2 separate regions of the Capsicum annuum genome follow, and region 2 is linked to region 1. Evidence: chromatin contacts called from public Hi-C data. All regions are on one chromosome and are shown on one strand. Each heading gives the region's core, a stretch centred on a gene start, on an enhancer-like site or on the middle of the called end of the contact. The rest is flanking DNA. Distances are from core to core; before and after follow the strand shown. Region 1 holds the start of LOC107871339 (probable receptor-like protein kinase At5g59700). Region 2 holds the start of LOC107871342 (ABC transporter G family member 6).

Evidence for each region. A called contact is a pair of places that touch in the nucleus more often than the background predicts.
Region 2: a Hi-C map of leaf shows a contact between it and region 1, with 4 times the contacts expected there. The contact joins the promoter of LOC107871342 here to the promoter of LOC107871339 in region 1. A contact is called at or near these places in 4 of 5 Hi-C or Micro-C datasets (bud, leaf and placenta).

Annotation. Positions count from the first base shown.
Region 1 is chr5:218,806,787-218,812,108 of UCD10Xv1.1, forward strand. It overlaps LOC107871339 (probable receptor-like protein kinase At5g59700), which reads left to right and starts at 2,709. Exons shown (of 1, transcript XM_016718245.2): 1 at 2,709-5,322. The coding sequence starts at 3,388.
Region 2 is chr5:218,984,326-218,989,647 of UCD10Xv1.1, forward strand. LOC107871342 (ABC transporter G family member 6) reads left to right here and starts at 3,138. Exons shown (of 2, transcript XM_016718249.2): 1 at 3,138-4,188; 2 at 4,900-5,322. The coding sequence starts at 3,445.

The DNA.
Region 1 (5,322 bases), core at 1,459-3,958:
TCGTATTTTTGTGGCACCTTTTGTCAGTCTTTTTAGCTAACGTAACATCTTTGATGTGATCCCATTTTAGGTAATAAGCATGTCATGTCAGCGCAAAAGGATGATAAAAATACGCTACTGTAAAGTTGGAATGTGTCGTAACAACTTTGATCATAATTCCGCAGGAGATTACTGAATGCTTATCTCAAACTTATATAAAGTTGAACCAGTAGAAACATTCATCCTACAAACAACTCACATCTTACGTGGCATGCTACGCGTATTATGCCGCATAGAACGGACATGTCTACTTGTTCAACTTTATGCCACTTTAAGTGTCTGCTTGTGCACGTCAAAGTTGAAAGACATATATATCCAGTGACGGATCCACCTTGTAATCAGTGATTCATCCAAACCCCCTTCGATAAAAAATTAATACTATTTTTATATTATTTTTACACGATCAAAAATATTTTTATGTATATATAATAGATGTTGAACCTCCTTCAACTAGTCCGTATGTTTACTTCTCAACCCCATTCTCACTCCGCCACTGTATATATCGGATGAGACCAACTTAAAAAGTACATTTATGATTATATTTTTATTTATTTAACAAGAAAATAATTCGAACTTAATATTTTCTGAATCCCTTACTTTACATGATATGTAATATATTTTTCGTTAATTTCTTTTAATTATAATACTTTAATGTAATCAATAGAAAGTTAAGTGTCCATCAATAAAACTAATTCCCAAAAATCATTATTGTAGAAGCTACTACAAGGAAACTTCCCTTCCATCAAATCAATTTACTAATAAAGTTAGTTAAGTAGGTGTGAACAATCTATGTCTTTTGACAAATTTATTGTCTGTCCTTTCTCTTTGCACCCCAAAGTGTTCTAGTTGAATTTCGTTCGTCGAAAAATTATATTATATAAATAAAAAAAAATAATATTTATAGTTTTACCTCAAGTTAACATAATAATAATTGATTCATGATTAAATACTGATACATATTTCTTTTTTTTGAAAAAAATAATTTCGTGCAATAAAATTTTTATTATGTTCGAAATTTAGAGAGACCACAAAGATTTATTAATAGATATTTAGAAAAAAAAAATTTAATATAAAGAATCTGAATAAATTTATTGAATTCATATAAATTCACAACCAACATAATAATTATTGAATTCATATAAATTCACAACCAACATAATAAAGTCGTCATTGTTGTTGATACTCCATCCGTTCACTTTTATTTATTCCTAATTTTTTAATTGAATTTTTATTTTTACTTATCATTTTTGACATATATAATTTTTTTTCCTATTTTATCCTTAACATTAATTGTTTTTTCTTCAAATTAATTTCAAGACAGTATGCAAATGCAAACACTATTTAATAGGAATATTATGATAAAATGACCATATTATTAATTATTTTTTTTAATAAATATATCATCTCAATTTATAACTAGTAACACTGAACGGAGAAAGTATAAAGGAAGTTTTCATTGTAGTGACAACGAAAATTCAATAATTATTTTAGATCGTAAATTAAAAAATTTCAAATTGTTAAAATTTTTGACTCTGTTAAAAGTGTAGGAACTACATACACTCTATCATTTACAAATTTACTACATAAAAATATATTAAATATATTATTATTAAAATTTCTGACTCCATCACTATTTTCCGATAGTAATTCTAATATCATTTTCAAAGTCTCACATGTAACATGAGAGTTCCTTATCCTAATAGCTGTTATCCTCAATTACATCTACTAGTCTTTTTCTTTATTTTTTGTAGCTTTGTTCATAATTCTATGCACCAATTTTGTCTTTGACTCTTAATTTATTTTATTATTTTTTAGACCCTTTTAAATTCTTCTTTTGGAATTCTTCAAACACAATTTGCCACATTCAACAAATATCAAAAGATTTTTATTTTATTTAATACTTTTTTGGTTACTTTCACTTTTTTGACTTTTTTTTCTTAAGAGATAATTACACTTTTGGTCCTTCAATTGTTGATAAAATTTAATTATGACCATTGAAATATTTCATAAAACATATTTTAGTTTTAATTAACTTGGATGAAGTAGAGAGGCTATTTCCGATAGATCCCGACTCAGGACAGATAACAATATAATAAACAAAATACAAACAAACATGCATCTACACGCTAATCCTATAGTAACAGATAGAAAAGGATAATAACTAAAACACAACACGCACAAGATGATAGTAAAAAATATCTATTCGAAAAACATAGGTATCACCAATACACCACAAACGTACTCCTGCGCAATAATCCTCTATCAACATCCTCTACACCTGATAGGGTCATATCCTCCGTAAGCTGTAACTGTTCCATGTCATATGTAATCACCTTTCTACAGGCTTACCTCTACCCCGCCTAAAACCATCCATAGCCAGCCTCTCACACCTCCGTACTGGAGCATCTGTGCCCCTCCTCATCATATGCCCGAACCATCATAAGCTCACTTCCCGCATCTTGTCCTCCACCGAAGCCACTTCTATCTTCTCCCGGATAATCTCATTTCTAATGCATCCTAGTGAATGATCCCTTGATATTTGTTAATACCAAATGTTAAATGTGTTTAAACTAGAAACTACAAGGATCAAAAATCCAAATTTGTTGGTACTTGAAGGACTAAAATTGCAATTTCCATACTCTTAAAAATCAGTTGTTAGCTTGTGTTAGAAATGTACAGAAGAGTGGTTATGCATTTCACCATTTTTCCTCCATTCATAAATTAGACTTCAAATTCTTGATGCTAAGTGCCACACAAAGTTGACAACTTCTATTTTTCACTTGCATGAAAGTCTAGTCCATTGGTGTTTTTCTTGATATCACACATATTAAGTTCATTTCAATATTTCAAAGTTTTTTTTTCAATTTCTTGAAAGTTTAGTCCATTTGGTGTTTTTAGAAGTTCTTGATATCACACATATTAAGTTCATTTCAATATTTAAAAGTTTTTTTTGACTTTCTTGAAAGTTTAGTCCATTTGGTGCTTTTGTGGTTCTTGATATCACACATATAAAGTTCATTTCAATATTTCAAAGTTATTTTTGTTTCACTTTCTTGAAAGTTTAGTCCATTTGGTGTTTTTGTGGTTCTTGATATCATACATATTAAGTTCATTCAAGACTCCAAAGTTTTTTTTTTTTTTTCACTTTCTTGAAAGTTTAGTCCATTGGTGTTTTTGTGGTTCATTTTGTCACATATAAGTCTATTTCAATTTTTTTTTTTCACTTTCTTGAATGTTCAATCCATTTAGGGTGGTGGGGTTTTAGTGATATCAAAAATTAAGTATATTTCAAGATTTCATTTTTTTCGATCAATGACTTAAAAATTGAGTCTTTTTTAGATCCTCATCATGGATTTTGCATTACTTCATTTGTTTGTTTTGGTATTGTCTATGTTATGTGTGATTATTTGTTCATTAGAATTTGATCCTGTTGATAATTATCTTATAAATTGTGGTTCCTTTGAAAATACTACTATAGGTAATAGAATTTTCTTAGCTGATAACTTGAATTCTTCTCAAAGGGTATTTGTAAATACAAGTCTAGAGTCCATTCCATCTAGTTATAGTTCAGTTCTTTATCAAACTGCTAGAGTTCTCAATGATACTTCGAAATTCACCTTTTCGATCAAGAAACAAGGGCGCCATTGGATTCGCTTATATTTCTATCCGTTTATGTATGAGAATTACAATTTGAGTTCTGCTAAGTTCAGTGTTTCTGTTGACAACTTTACTTTGATCAAGAAGTTTGAGCCATTGAGTGCTGGTTTAGTAAAGGAGTATACTTTGAACATTACTAGTATTAGTCTTGTTCTTACGTTTACGCCTTTAGCTAGCTCGTTTGCGTTTGTGAACGCGTTGGAAGTTATTTCACTTCCTGATGAGGTTATTCCTGTAGATGTTGGAGCTCATAGTTTGAGCGTAAAAGCGTTAGAAACAGTTGTGAGGGTGAATATGGGGAATGTTTCTGTGTTGCCTCAAAATGATACCTCGTGGCGATATTGGGAACCTGATGGAAGGTACTTAACAGGCACGAATCTTATACAGTTTTTATCGAGGATACAAGATGTGAATTATACACGAGGAGGGCCTTCTCGGAATATTGCCCCTCCATCGGTGTATGGAACTGCCACGAGGCTGCAAGTGGGTGATCCAAACACTTTGGTGAACATCACGTGGTCGTTTGATGTTGATCCCGGCTTTGATTATTTCATCAGGTTCCACTTTTGTGACATAGTAACTGGCCACAATGATCCAAACAAAGTAGGGGATGACCATGAGCTGTTGTTCAATGTCTTGATCAATTCCCAAACCGCTTCGAGGAATCTTGATCTTAGAAACAGGACATCGAATGTCCTTGGTGCTCCGTATTACATGGATGTTGTCAAAAGATTACAGAACATTCACAGAATTAGCATTGGCATTGGTCCAACAGATATAGGTAGTGCATATCCAGACGGCCTCCTGAATGGTCTCGAGATCATGAAAATAAGCAATTTCAAGGGAAGTCTTGATGCCTCAGACGCTGAGATTCAGTCCTCGGTGCCTACTTCAAAGAAGACTAGAACATGGTTGATCCTTGGATCAACTATTGGAGGATCGATCATTTGTGTCGTTTTGGTTGTGGTGTCTATTCTCTTTTGCAGAAGTAGAATACGGACAGCGGTTGATGAGTCGACAGGGGAAAATCATACAGCAGTTGGAGCCAAAGAAGCATCTGTCATTTCCAAGTTGAATATGGGGTACCAGTTCCCTCTTGTAGCAGTTCAGGAAGCAACCGACAACTTTAGTGAAAGCATGATCATAGGCTTTGGTGGCTTTGGAAAAGTTTACAAGGGCGTTTTGAAGGATAACACGAAGGTGGCGGTGAAGAGAGGATTTCGCCAATCACAGCAAGGTCTTTCGGAGTTCAAGACTGAAGTCGAAATGCTGTCTCAGTTTAGACATCGCCATTTGGTCTCACTGATCGGCTACTGTAACGAAAAGGATGAGATGATAATCATTTATGAGTACATGGAGAATGGAACTCTGAAGGATCATCTATATGGCTCGGACCTTCCGAATTTGAATTGGACACAAAGGCTTGAAATTTGCATAGGATCAGCAAAAGGACTTCACTATCTTCATACTGGTTCTCATAAAGCAATCATCCACCGAGATGTCAAGTCCTCGAATATACTGCTTGATGAAAATCTCCGGGCTAAAGTTTCTGATTTTGGACTATCGAAAATTGGTCCAGAAATCGATCAAACACATGTTAGTACTGCGGTGAAGGGAAGTTTCGGA
Region 2 (5,322 bases), core at 1,888-4,387, 180 kb after region 1:
AAATATTATTGGGTTGATGGGTTTTTATTGGTTTTATAAGAAAAATTTTTGGGTAAATAATTCGGTTTCGGTTTGAGCTTATTGAGATATCGGTTTATAAGGATATACTAAATTATTGTTTACCCTAATTTATGTTATATATATGAATAAATATATTACTTATTTATAATATGTTTCAGGTATTACTATGACTTTGTTAACCATTCATTATCTTGAGGTCGGGGTCTATCGGAAACAGCCTCTCTACTTCTTCGGAAGTTGCGGTATGGACTGCGTACATTTTACCCTCCCCAGACCCCACTTGGTGGGATTACACTGGGTTTGTTGTTGTTGTATATATATATAAATATATATATATATATATATTATACACTATTTATTCACAATTCAGTGATTCACAAAGTATCAGGGAAACAAAGGCACAATACAAAGCACACGTATTGTCGTATTGAAAAGCTTGAGGCATTCAGTAGCTGACAACAACTAGGATTTAGTTTTTTTCTTAACTAACATTCAGTTCAAGTTTGAAGATTCTTGTTAACGAAAATGCATTGCGTAGGAGTTTGGCGGCAACTAAGATTCTATATTTGTATATTAGTTGTTACTATTTCTATTTTATGAGTATTTTATTATTTGTTAAACCGAAAACCGAAACGCTTAGGACCAAAAATTGATAAATCGAAAACAGATAAAAAAATATATCTTATTAGTTGGTTATTGGTTTTGCATATTCAAAAACTGAAAGTCAATAAACCGAACCAATAACACATGATGCACACCCCTAACGGTGAGATTATAAGTAGTCAGTATAATATACATCAAAATATATGGTCGTAATCAATCAAATAACGATATATATACCTCAAAGTAATATTAATTTTCTGTATATTTCAATTATTATTATTTTTTGAACTAGTTTCATTTTCTCACAAATTAAGCTCCTCTAAAACTATATATGTATATATATACAAAAATTAAATATATTTTAAAGAAGAAGTATTTGTGATTGAAACATGGGGTTCACATATTTCTTTGTAGAATTTCTAACCATGATGAATATATTGGTCCCATTAATAAACATGTATGGATGAAAATTTTCATATTCAAAAATTTTCATTTAAATCGCAATAGAAATATATATATAAATTTTCATATTCAAAAATTTTCATTTAAATCGCAATATCACGACGACAATAATAATATATTTATTGTAATTTTACAAATAGGTCTGAGAATTTGATAGAGTTTGTTTTCAACAAACCAACTCAAAATGAATATTTAGAATTTAAAATTTATGAATTTTTATATTATCAAATTCAAATTGATATTATAATAACCAATGTCATAATTTAACATTTGTGATAGAAATGCAAAACTTCAAATTCATTTAAATAGCATGATAAAACTTTCTTTGGGGGGCCCTACATAATTAGTAATTTTTGTATAAATAATAAGCTTGTGCTATTAACCACAGAATTAACCCACTTCTAATCTATATTTACATAGTAATATGATATATTAAAATATACAATAAAGAGCTATTACATATACTATTAACAAATTGGAAAAACTTTCTAAACTCTTATTTGTTAACTAAGAATTAACAAATTGAATTACACATTTTTCAAGAGCACTTATTTTGGATAATGTTATCCAAAAAGTGAAAAAAAAAAAAAAAAAAAAATTTTTTTTGTAAGAAGCTATTTTTTTGTTCAACTTTTGTTTAAAAGCTCAAAAATAGTATCATCTAGTATTCAAAATAATTTATTCCTTGATCACAAGTTGACTAGAATATCACCATCATAAATAAATGTATAAATAAAAAACGAGATAAGTATCCAGTACCCTCTTGAACTATGATCAAAGTTGCTACGACATCCTCCAACTTTACAGGGGTCCTATTATCCCCTGAGCTCAATTTTAACATATTTTTATCACCCTTTTATGCTGTGTGGTACCTTTATTACATAAAATGGAGCCTACGTCAAAGGTGTCACGTCAGCACAAAAGGGTGACAAAAATAAGCTAAAATTGAATTTAAGAGGTTAATAGGACCCTCGTAAAGTTTCAGTGTATCGTAGCACGTCAACACAAAAGGGTGAAAAAAATGCTAAAATTGAGTTCAAAGGTAATAGCACTCCTGTAAAGTTGGAATATATCGTAACAAATTTGTTCATAATTATTCGAAGTCAGTAGATGCTCTACTCATAAAAAAATCTAACTTCATGCATCAATTGTGGGCTTATATATCTAGTAAACTAAAGCAAAGACTTCATATATGAGAAATTGAATATTCAAATATTATTTAGATAACCCATATGATTGTATCATCTTTAATTTATTATTCATGCCCTCATTTCTCCACCACAATATAACTATTTTTTTGGCAAAACAGTAGATAACCATCCATACCTACTACCATATTATGACACAAGAAAAATAGAACACCCTTTGTATTCTTTGTGTCCAAACTTCCACCAATCACATTCTGACACGTGTGTACCCCACCCCCAACCCACCACCTAGGAGAAAAAAAAAAACTTGTATAGATGAAAGAATTAGGAGATTTAGGTCACCTTACTACTTGTCTCAACTCCATTGCCCTTACCACAATTCAACTATAAACAAATTTTAGGACACCCCCCACCCAACCCCCCAAAACAAAAAAAAATGATATGAATTAACTATATACCATGTATAATCATTTATTAGTAATATTTACATATAGTCATATTTAACAAACATAGGATATACTATTCACATTACTAATTTTTTAAAAAAAATATATTTTATATTTTAGAAGAGAAAAAAAGTTATTTAATATATAATTTTTTACACATCTACCATGTTCAAATAGTGGAATAGCAATCAAATGAGATGTTTATATACTTTAATGATTAAGATTACTAAATATTTTTCTTAAAGAACACAAAAAACATAAAAAGAAAAAAAAAAAAAGATAATTGGACCAAAATATAGTCCTTCTATTAAAAGCTAACACTCCTACCCCACCATGACACATATAGTAAATGTGTAGCATGAAACATTAATTAAATATAATATAAAAATTATAAATCTTAGTCTCTATATATATAGCTATACATTAAGATAACAATCAATATTCCAACTCTTTTGCTTTTCTTGTAGAGAATTACAAAGAGTTTTTAATATTTGTGGGGACTTTGAATATTGTTTTGGACAATCTATTGAGTCTTTTTTTCACACACTATTTGCTTACCTACTTTCAATCTACTACAAAGTTTCAAAAAAGAAAAAAAAATACATTATATATCAATCACATTACCATAAATTCACTCAAAATTCATCTCATTTTTTGCCAATTGTTCTAATGTTCTCTCCATAAACATACACCAAAATCTCGAATTTTCGATTGAATAATTCGTCGTTCAAAAATTCTTTATACTGTCAGTGTGGTGACGAGTAATGTCGAAAATAGTAGCGGAGAATATGTTGCAAGGTGGAGAAAGTGGACAATTTTATGATCATCAAAGAGTACAACAACAATCCATGCAAATGTCGCAAGCTAGCGCGTACTCTTCACCCACCTTAGGTCAAATGCTAAAGCGCGTGGGCGACGTAAGAAAAGAAGTCACCGGCGATGAAACTCCGGTGCATCGGATTCTCGATATGAGTGAAACTTCAAGCATGTCCCAACATTCTCTCCCTTTTATACTCTCATTCAACAACCTCACCTATAGAGTAAAAACTCGCCGGAAAATGACTTTTCCGGCTATTCTCCGGCGACCACCTGTCACCGAGGATGATCCCATCCCCGGAGAAAATCTTTTCACGAGGACTAAAGTCCTCCTGAATGATATCTCTGGGGAGGCTAGGGACGGCGAGATAGTCGCCGTCCTAGGAGCATCAGGATCAGGAAAATCGACCCTGATAGATGGACTCGCTAATAGGATAGCGAAGGAGAGCCTTGGAGGAACGATAACATTAAATGGCGAACCGCTCGATTCGAGATTATTAAAAGTAATATCAGCATACGTCATGCAAGATGATCTTTTATATCCTATGTTAACAGTTGAAGAGACATTAATGTTTGCAGCTGAATTTAGATTGCCTCGTACTTTGTCAAAATCAAAGAAGAAATTGAGAGTACAAGCTTTGATTGATCAATTGGGACTACGTAATGCTGCAAAAACTATCATTGGTGATGAGGTACGTACTACGACTCTGTTTACTATTCTTTGTCTTGAGCCGAGGGTATATCGGAAACAACCTCTCTACTTCTCCGGAGGTAGTGGTATGGACTGCGTACATTTTATGCTCTCCAAACCCCCACTATGTGGGAATACACTAGGTTTATTGTTGTTGTATTCTTCGTCCTTTGTCAGCATTAATACATTAATACATACATATATATATATATATATATATATATACCCCTTCGGCGAAAAACTATACTATTTATACATGATTTAATTTTTTTTTATGTGTATACAATTTGTTCCTATGTTTATTTCTGAACCCCCTTAGTGAAAATCCTGGCTCCGCTATTGTGTGTGTGTTCACCTGAAGCATACATTAATGTTTTTTACTTCTTTAGCTTAAGGTTTATATATAAAGTCGTATGTGATATACATTATATATACAGTATAATTTATATGTGTGTGTGTGTGTTCACCTGAGGCATATACTAATGTTTTTTACTTCTTTAGCTTAAGGTTTATGTATAAAGTAGTACGTGATATATGTTATATATACAGTATAATTTTTTATCGATGAACTTTTTGCTAAGGATAGCTTCGCCCCGGAAGACAATATCTGTAACACACTTTTACTGTTTATTATATTTTTCTTGATCCTACGTAAACATGAAATGCTTCGTTGATCATATTTTTGAACATTTAAATTTACTATTTTCAACAGGGTCATCGTGGAGTCTCCGGTGGTGAACGAAGGCGAGTGTCGATAGGAATTGATATTATTCATGACCCCATCATATTGTTTCTTGACGAACCAACTTCAGGTCTTGATTCGACTAGTGCATACATGGTGGTGAAAGTTCTTCAAAGAATTGCTCAGAGTGGAAGTATTGTGATCATGTCAATTCACCAACCAAGTTATCGAATCCTCGGGTTATTGGATCGGATGCTCTTCTTGTCTCGTGGTCAAACGGTCTATAGCGGGTCACCTATGAACCTCCCACATTTCTTTGCTGATTTCGGTCACCCTATACCTGATAGTGAAAATCGAACAGAGTTTGCCCTGGACTTAATTCGCGAGTTAGAAGGATCCCCAGGAGGGACAAAAAGTCTGGTTGAGTTCAACAAAACATGGCAAAATACTAAA